Regions from separate parts of the Sus scrofa genome. Here all the other regions are linked to region 2. A link is a contact called in public Hi-C and HiChIP or PLAC-seq data. All regions are on one chromosome and are shown on one strand. Each heading gives the region's core, a stretch centred on a gene start, on an enhancer-like site or on the middle of the called end of the contact. The rest is flanking DNA. Distances are from core to core; before and after follow the strand shown.

Region 1 (3,209 bases), core at 257-2,756, 120 kb before region 2:
TTGTTTCTGTTGACCTTGACAGTGTTGAGAATAGGACAGGTATTTTACAGAATGTCCTTCAGTTTGGTTTTGTCTGATACTTTTCTCACTGTTATGCTGGGGTTATAGGTTTGGGGGAGGAAGCTCACAGAGGTAAAGTGCCAGGCGCATCACAGCGTATCCAGGGTCCACACCATCAAGGTGACTTATCACTGTTGACACTGACATCAATCTTCTGGCTCAGGGAGTGACTTGCAAGGTTCTCCATGGCACGCCGCACTCTTTAAAAGGAAGGCACTGTGCACAGCCCACACTTATGGGGCAGAGAGTTATGTTCCACTCCTGAAAGGGGGAGTATCTACATTATTTGGGACTCTTCTGTTCAGGTTTGTCTATTCTCCCCAATGTATTTATTTATTCAGTAATTCATTTACATCCATATAGACTTAGGAATATTTATTTTGTACTCTGGGTTATAACCCAGTACTATACTATTCATTTTATTGCTCAGATTGTTCCAGCTTTGTCCGCTGGGAGCTCTTTCAGTTGGTTCCTGAGTCCCTTTGTCATACCCCGTCATTTTGCTTCTTGAGTAATTCTTTTATTTCTGTCACTGTAAGATGCTGCAGGCTTATTTTGTATATCCCCTTCCCTAGCCCTAAATCTACCATTTCTCCAAGAAGCCCTGGTCCTTTTATGGGAATGATTTTAGAAACCCAAATCTGGGCACTAAGTGTGCTCGTGGCTGTCGGGGTGTCATTGCTTTTAGGCCTACTCAGTGGACTGAGCTAGGAAATAAGTGTGTAGACTATCTCAGGTATACGCACACATCTATATTGATACATATATGCAGATAAATGGTATAGCTATATGGGGTAGATGTACACACAGACATAGATCCATCTGTCTCTATATTAAGTTAGATATGAGTTCACACAATGCCTTCAGCTTTTATTCAGTACCACATGGCTCATGCTGGAAGGAGGATTTTTGACATCTTGAAAATATGATGAGGAGACAGGATTGTCGGAGGGAAGCTCCTGGAAAAAGGAGCCATGGGAAGAAGCAAAGCAAACCGCACAGTACCCTGCATGTGCCACTGATTGACTGTATTTCCATTTTGTGCCCAGTTCTGGAGAGAAAGGGTGGATCATGGTTGAGTGGTCCTCAGACCTCCACGACCAGGTCCCCAAGGAATTGTTCTCAGGTTCTGCAGAGAATGCTCCATGGCTCCTCTGTGACTAAAGCAGAAATAATGAAGCCTTCTGTTCCTATGGTAACCAAGGTTCAATGAGTTCAAATGTGTTCGGCTCACACCAATACTGTGCAAAGGAAAGGGAAAGACTACCTTCAGCATCAGAATCAAGACAGTGGGGTTTTGAGTCAGTCTCTCCCTGTAAATGATTTTTGGTCCCCAATAAGTATAACTTCAGGATTTCTTAGAACAAAGCTGTCTCAGGACAAAAGAAGCCTGAAGCATTTTTAGACTCTGGGCTGGGGTGGGGGACGGGGGAGAGTTGGTTTTGAATCATTCCTCACTGTGAGTAATGTGGACCAGGATAATATGACTCACAAACCAAAATGGACACACTAATTGGCTGAACTCTGAACCCAACCCAAGTATTAATTTTTCAAAACTGCACTGAAAACAAAATCAAAGTTGTTGTTTTTAAAATCCTACTGAACCAGTTCAAATTAGAACCAGTCTTTGGAAATGGTAGAACCAGAAGGAAAATAAAGTAGAAAAGCAAAAGCCTTGCTGCACAAGTATTTCATTCACTTCAAGCGTCTGGCACATACAGATAGGCACCGTGTATGTATTTCTATCAGTAGGAGCTCTTTTAACTGAATCCACTAGAACTTATTTGCCAGACTAAGTAACATGCCCCATCCTCTCTGGGGAGTCTGTGGGTAGAGGTCCTGGATGCTCTGAAGGCTGGTGGCTGGTGGGGCACTGGTAGGAAGCCCTCCCTTTCGATGGATCATGCATTTTGCAAGAATGCATTGTATTTGTTCCCTAACCTGTCTATACCTATTGTGCCCACTATTGTAATTATAAAGTCTAATTCAATGTTAATTAAGATGATCAAGTATAAGTGCAAAAAGAAAGACTTCTTGTTTCTATGAAAGCTACAGTCGATGCTTCGGAAAGAAGAACTAAAGGTGTCTTGTATTTAAAATAGAATAAACAACGACACTGATGCCCATCAGTGGCTCACTTGCAAAGAAAAAATTTTCAGGAAATCAATGCACATTTGAATCTTGATATGAAAAATAAAATTAAGTTATGTATGTTTTACTGAAATGATTCTCTGCTTTTGGCTTAAATAAAACGGCCAGTTTATTTTGGCTTAAATAAAATGGCCAGTGTGGCAGATAAGAGGGTTTCCACTGTGCACACATTTTTCTTCCTTCTCAAAGACTAATTTGCCTGTGATGATCACAGGCTTTTCTCTTGGTCAGAGACTTCCAAGGCACATCTCCTGATACCTGAGTCCCTGCACAGTGATTAAGAGCAGGGAGGGGCGGAGGAGAGAGAAGGACCAGGGAGAGACTCCCAGCAGCTCCATTCACAGGCTGTGCTGCTTTGGGAAGCCGCCTTGCTCTCCTGAGACTCAGTTTCCTCCTCTCTAAAATGCAGGTGAAAATGGTTCAGAAGCTCCCCTGCTTAAGGACCAGAAGCAAGAGAACCTTCAGAGATGAGGATACCTCCAGGACAAACAAGAGCTGTCTCCCCTGGTCACCTATTCATGTCATTTTGAGTTTACCAGAAATGACAGTAACAACCACATTCATGCATAAGCACAGGAGTCATACCCACCTAAAGGATCCTGGTGAGGATTCAGTAAGACAAAGTATCAGAAGGCCTTAGCACAGAGATGGACCCAGGCCAAGAGCTCCCTGGACACAGGATCAATTTCTGTCTAGCCAAGTCCCCCCATCCTCAGTGCTGGATGGCTGCCGTTCCTGAAACAGGATCACAAAGCAGTTCCTGAAAGGGGATCACAAGCAGCCCATTGCACAAGAAAGCGAATCCAAGTTGCAGATGCCAGATGGGTCAGGACCCCCACCCTTTTCCGTCTGAACTAACAAGACAGACCAGAGCCATCTCCCCACCTCCGGTCATATCCCTCTTCCAGGCTCTCTTCCGCACTGTCCCCAGGCTCCCAGAAGGGTTTGTCACTCTTACACCTTCAGGCTTTATGCTTTCTCTCCACGGGGATGTTTAA
Region 2 (2,973 bases), core at 173-2,672:
CTGTGACTCTAGGTAAGTCACTGGCTTAATCCTTCTCAGGGACTCTCAGTGCCCTCATCTGGAACATGGGACAGCTGCCACACTGGTCCTCCTGAGGCTTAGGTTAATAAGCTGAGGTCTATGAGGGCTTCAGACCCTGGGGCATCGCCTCCTCACTGTGGGCTTTTACAGTGTTTCGTTTAGTCCCCATCAGTCAGGCAGAGGGGCTTTCTAGGCCCTTCTCCCTAAACGGTCACCAAAACCAAAACAAAACTCCTGACCTATTTCCGGAGAAGGGCTTAAGAGCCCAGAGGACGCAGAACAGAAAAGGGTAGAGCGGTTCTTTGTAACAGAAGTCCAGTCCCCTAAGCCCTAGGCAGATAACCGGGCAGTCAGCGGGGCTGACACACCCCTAACCTGCTCCCTGACGTTATGGTGCCTACTCAGGCCCCGCAGATGCCAGTGCTGCTGGCTTAGGGTGTCCAGAGTGGGGTGGGGGACTGTCCCTGCTCTCCACTTCCACCGCTGGGACCAGCTGCCACCGAGCTTCCATCTTCTTCCTTCGCCACCCGGGAGACAGGCCTGCCTGACAGCAGACTCTGTAACAGTTCTGGGGCAGGGTGAGGTGGACGACTGTCCCGCCGCCCCACCCCCGCCTGGCGGTGTCCCCTCCTCCACCGGAGAGCGGGTTCTAGGTAGTGAGAGAGGCCAGGAGGCTGCGCCCCCGACCCCCTGCCGGGCTCCGGGCTCCGGGGGGCCGTGTCAGGCCCCCGCTTTGGCGGGGCTTGTCTGGACCCAGGGCTCGATTGTGACAGCTCAGGGTTGGGAGGAGAGCGGTCCCTTTTCCCCACCCCCGCGCCGAAGCGATCCACAAGCCAGTCGAGCCTCCTCCTCCCTGCACCTCGCCAGGCCAAGAGCTGCAGAAGGACGGTGTGCAGTTTCCCGAGCGCCCGGCCTCGCTCTCCCAGCTGCAGCAGCTGCCCTGGCGGGGGGGAGAAGGAGCGCGAGGGGCCAGGGGTGGAGGGGCAGTGGGCGCCCCGATCCGCAGCGCGGCTTCAAGTTTCCACCAGCGAGCGGTTGTGCAACAGCCAGAGGAGCAAGAGCCGCGGGCGCCTCGGAAAACAAGCCGAGCCCATAAACAAAGCCACGTGGCCTCCAGGCTGGGGGGGCCGGGCTAAGAGCAGGCGGCTCTTCCGGCAACAAAGAGCCGGGGCCAGCGGCCCGGGATAAATACAGCGGCCGGGACCTCAGCGCAGCACTCCAGCGAGCCCCGCGCGCCCGGCGACCCTCCACAGCACCCTTCGCGAGCGCAGGGACCCCGCTCCGCACCCCAGATCCCGCAGCCCTCCACACAGGTTCCCTGAAGCCGCTCCCTCACCGGCCCCAGCACCCCCGTCCGAGCATCCGCCCAGGGCGGCGCGTCCCCGAGGCCGCCCGGCCGGTCCTGTCCATCAGTCCGTCGCGTCCGTTTGCAGTGCCATGCCATTCCTCGGGCAGGACTGGCGGTCCCCCGGGCAGAGCTGGGTGAAGACAGCCGATGGCTGGAAGCGCTTCCTGGATGAGAAGAGTGGCAGCTTCGTGAGCGACCTCAGCAGGTGAGGGGATCGCCACCAACTTCAGCTACGCAAACACTCGGGCTGGTCTCCGGGAGTGGGTCGGTGAATGGGACGCAGGCAGAGCTGGAACAGGGTGAGAAGGGAGCCCCTGACTAGAAGGATGAGAGTGAATTGCCTGGGTTTCTGTAGAGGTCACCAGAGCACGGGATTCAGGGTATTTGGTTTCTTATTATTGTTCAAGGTCAGCGTCCCAAAGTGGGCATGACTCCTTCCAGAACCCCAGGTCCCTCTGAGAGTGTGACGATAAATGAGGCTCTTCTCCACAAACGCTCACAACTTCAGGGGTCCCCTGCCTTAAAAGACCCGTTGTCGTTCGCTTTGCGTGTGTGGGCGCCGGCGGTGAGCGGGCTGCGTGCCCTTCACCCTGGGGTGGCGCGGGACTCCCAGCACAAGTCTGGAGACGGGATTGGACACGGGGCCCGCCCAGAGCACCTCCAGGCTCTTCCCACGCAAAGGCGACCACAGAGTGGGCAGAGAGGATGAGTAACCAGGAAGGGGCGGCCAGATGGTCCCTGGGGCACCAGCGCTTTGCGGGCGGACTTTCGGAGCGATGGTAAAGACTCGAGGAGGCAGAGCTGCGGAGGAGGAAAGGGAGGCGGGGTATGAAACCCACACGAGCTCTCTGCTTCTGAGAGGACGAAGTCTTTGCACCTGTTTCCTCAGTGGCCCTTTTTGTCAGTTTTCTTTATATAGTGAGGGCACCCCCATTTCAAGGTATGCTTATCACCTGCAGAAAGCCCACCTGGAGCAGGTGAGCCTCTGGACTCAAGTCCCACCTGCCCTCTGTCAGTCGGGTGGAAAATCCAAAGTCCCCGGAGCCTGATGCTCTGCTTGGTTAATAACACAGAAGCCCTGATTAATGAGTTGGGTGCTCTGGAATCTGTCAGTCCAGGCCTCCAAGCTGCGCTTCCCAGTAGCTGCCATTTGATTCCCATGAGGAGGGCAATGGAAATGGGTCTAGAGGGGATCAGTGGCCTTGGGTGCCTTTTCCTAGGGCTTTTGGTTAAAACCACTGCTCCCCACCCTCAGCCCTTAAATTGACTTCAATGGAGAGAGTTCCCTAAGTGGGCCAGCTTCCCACTGAGAATGACCAGTGGTTGTTTGGCTGAGCCCTTGGCACTCAATTTTACCAAAACTATCAAGGAAAATATCACTATTTCCATGTACTGACCTTCAGAGTCTATCACCTATTTATGATTCATAAAGCATCACCTTTTGTCTTCCAAAGGGGGGGGGAAAGTATTTAATCTTGGGGGTCTGCCAGGAGGGACAAGAGCACATTGACCTTTATGGTAAAGGCACTTTGACCAAGTCCCTGAGGAGTCTGGGGAGCACCATACAGAAATCTTATGGAAAACCACATAATTTACAGAAAAAG
Region 3 (3,131 bases), core at 597-3,096, 100 kb before region 2:
CTCCGGCCCTTCAAGGAATGTGCCTAGTGGCTCGCTACGTCCCCAGCCCGGCTCAGAAGCACAGGAAGAGTCACAGCTCCTCTCTCCAGCTCCGGGCTTGTACCTCCAAGGGTCTCTGACCCTCTTGGGTCAGAACTTCTCCTAATTCTGGCCTCCACGCCCCTGGCCCCAATGACATGTGATAGGTATGCCTTCCTGACTTTGATTTTCTAGGTGCTTCTGGGCATGATCTGCTCTGTGACCTGCAATTATGAGAGACACTCCACCCCCCCCACCCCACCATGCTCTGGCCAAGAGGCCAGCCCAGCCCAGCCTCCCCAACAGGGACCAGACACATAGAAGGATCTGCAAGTTGTCTGATGGAGCCAGAGTCAAAACGGTAGGTGGGACAGGGAAGTGGCAGGAGATGGTTCTGGAGGTGGGCAGGAGACCAGCCTGACTCCTGCTAAGGAGTCGGGACTTCATCGTACAGACAGCAGGAGCCGCTGAAGGCAGGATGCAGGGGACTGGCAGGTTCTGATCTGCCTCCTCAGGGTGACTCTGGCGGAGACAGGGTGAATGTACTGGAAGAGAGAGGGGGACAATCAGCACAGGAGGCTGCTGCAAACGTCCAAGCAAGACTTGAGAAGGAGAGGAAGCTGGGCTTCCCTGCCATTCGCTGCGGCTGCGCTCAATCAGGACCTCGTGGGGGCAGGGGCGGGACAGACCCGGGTCCCTTTAACTCATCTTTGCTGGTTCTATAGCCCTCCACCCGGGTTCTAATTCTCCCAGCTGGAGGCTGCTTCCTACCCCATCATCCTTGTTCCCCTGTTCTCCCACCTCCTCCTCTTCCCTCGCCCTTCCCCCTCCTCTTTATTCCATCTCCCCTCCCCTCTCTCTCCCTCTCTCTCTCCCCCCACTGTCTCACCCCTCCCCCGTCTCCTCCTGGGGCAATATACCTGTCTTCTTCCTCTAGCTCAAGCCTCCCTGATGGGGAAAAAAAAAAAAAGAAAAATGGAAAAATAGAGCAGAAAAGCAAGCTTGAACTCCAAAAATCTAACTGCAGAGCAGTCAGCAGCAGTCTGTGAGAAGCAAGTCTGACCTGCAGGAGAACTGCCCTTCTGCCACTTTAAACCAGAAGCCCCTGTGACAAGGAAGAACAAGACAGGTTTGGTCTTTCCCAAGTCTGGAAAGTCTGAGGTGCTCCGCCCATGTTAAAAACAATTTTCGGAGTTCCTGTTGTGGCTCAGCGGTTAAAGAACCTGGCTAGTATCCAGGGGGACCCGGGTTCCATCCCTGGCCTTGCTCAGTGGGTGAAGGATCCGGCGTTGCCACAAGCTGTGGTGTAGGTCACAGATGAGGCTTGGATCCCGCGTGGCTGTGGCTGTGGCTGTGGTGTAGGCCAGGAGCTACAGCTCTGATTTGACCCCTAGCCTGGGAACCTCCATATGCCACAGGTGCAACCCTAAAAAAAGGCAAAAACAAAAAATTTATTTTCCTCATAGATACCATGACCCTGGGGCCTCTCCAGTGATTCTGCCAGCAGACATAGGAAATAGAGACCCATAGACACCACGCTTGGGCCCATGTTCTGGCGTCCCTGTGACCATCCGCCACCTTCTCCCTGCCCAGAACTATCTTCAGCCACTCTCCCCAGGTCACAACAACCTGTTTACAGACATCTAGAATTCCGGGCTCTTTTAGGACAAGGGACGAGGGATGGGTCCAAGTGGGCAGCAAAGTCTTCTCTAAGAGAAGCCGTCCCTCCAGATCTATTTCTGCCAATGTAAACACTTGCCAAGGAAACAGGGCATGTGGGCATGCGCCGGCCCCGCAGGCCCTTGGGTTGCTGCAAAAGGCAACTGGCAAGTCACATGTCATAACAGTGGAAAGTACATATGCAACTATTCTTAGCCCTGGAATGTATACACTGTCTCCCTGCCCAGCCGTTCTTGCACAAAGCTCTAGAAAACTGTGAAAGTGCCTTCAACATAAACAAACCCGGAATTCTCCCAGGACAAATCCTTTGCCAGCTGAAGGAAAGGCCTGGCTTTACGGTTTCATTTGGAGCCAGAGGTGGACACTCTCCGGAGGGACCAGCCGGACCAGGCATCAGGTGGGTGTCTCCTCACACAACAAGGTAAATAATTCTAATGTTTCATTCTTCTGCAGGTAGATGGCCAGATGTCATCCAATAAATCCCGTCCAGGGCATTGTTTGGTCTGTGCTTTCTACGTATCTCATTTTAAAAACAAACCCCAAAAGATTCTGTGAAGTCATGTTAAAAAAAAAATCGCAAAGGTCCACTTTCATCCCCCGTTTGTTTGGTTGCCAGAGGGCCACGCCCCCACAGTGACATCCTTAGGGAAGGACTAACGCCCAGCAAGATGTTCAGATGAGTTTACCAAATAAGAGATGTGCTGAGAACCAATCTGGGGAAAAGTGCGCAGACTTTGCTGATCAAATGCACAGACTGTCACCTTGCTTCAGGCTAACATTTCAGCCCGTGACCCCTGGCCATCTTCAGCTTTGCCCGATTTATCCAACCGTCTTCTTCTTTCGGTTTTTCCTGTGTGTTTCTCAGATTATCCGCAGATACTGTTTGCCTGTTACCTTTGAGAGTGCTCCTAACCAAAGAGAGAGGTGTCTGCTGTGAGGCCCAGGCTGCAGGGGGTCTCCCTTTCCAGTGTCGCTAGGCGACAATCGTGGCGATACCCACAGCATCCTGGTGAAGGGACGTAGCGGCCCTAAGTCTTGGGGCCACCACCGCTAAACCCTCCAGCACGTGCTCCCTCTGGGGACTTCTCCCCGTCTTTGTAGGATGGACGAGGAGTTGCCGGATGGGCTGCTCTTCAAAGACCAGGACTTCTCCTCTGACTTGTTGCGGCAGCTCAACCGCCTGAGGCAAAGCAGGATCCTGACTGATGTGAGCATCTGCACGGGGCCCTGGGAGGCCCCCTGCCACCGCACCGTGCTGGCCTCCAGCAGCCCCTACTTCAGGGCCATGTTCTGCAGCAACTTCCGCGAGAGCCGGGAGGCCAAAGTCCAGCTGAAAGGCATCGACTCTGCCACCCTGGAGCGCATCATCTTGTACGTGTACACGGGCGAGGCGCGCATCACAGCGGAAACCGTCCTGCCCTTGATGGAGGCGG

Evidence for each region. A called contact is a pair of places that touch in the nucleus more often than the background predicts. HiChIP or PLAC-seq counts read pairs in DNA pulled down with a chosen protein or histone mark.
Region 1: a contact with region 2 is called in a Hi-C map of embryonic fibroblasts, with 4 times the contacts expected there. The contact joins the enhancer-like site here to the promoter of FBXO32 in region 2. A contact is called at or near these places in 1 of 5 promoter capture datasets (fetal liver), 4 of 47 Hi-C or Micro-C datasets (embryonic fibroblasts, fetal skeletal muscle, retroperitoneal adipose tissue and 1 more) and 1 of 2 datasets of contacts at active chromatin or transcription factors (skeletal muscle).
Region 3: a contact with region 2 is called in an H3K27ac HiChIP or PLAC-seq map of skeletal muscle. The contact joins the promoter of KLHL38 here to the promoter of FBXO32 in region 2. A contact is called at or near these places in 8 of 47 Hi-C or Micro-C datasets (embryonic fibroblasts, fetal heart ventricle, fetal skeletal muscle and 4 more) and 1 of 2 datasets of contacts at active chromatin or transcription factors (skeletal muscle).

What each region holds. Positions count from the first base shown.
Region 1 is chr4:15,772,460-15,775,668 of Sscrofa11.1, forward strand. No RefSeq gene overlaps it. Among named protein-coding and RNA genes, the nearest start is that of KLHL38, 19 kb to the right of the region's middle. Within about 2 kb of position 1,507, at least 9 of the 83 cell types and tissues checked have an H3K27ac peak or open chromatin away from gene starts, as enhancers often do. A contact at or near this core is called in embryonic fibroblasts, where this site is marked.
Region 2 is chr4:15,894,453-15,897,425 of Sscrofa11.1, forward strand. FBXO32 (F-box protein 32) reads left to right here and starts at 1,423. Exons shown (of 9, transcript NM_001044588.1): 1 at 1,423-1,574. The coding sequence starts at 1,459.
Region 3 is chr4:15,791,151-15,794,281 of Sscrofa11.1, forward strand. KLHL38 (kelch-like protein 38) reads left to right here and starts at 1,847. Exons shown (of 4, transcript XM_021088954.1): 1 at 1,847-2,095; 2 at 2,564-3,131. The coding sequence starts at 2,801.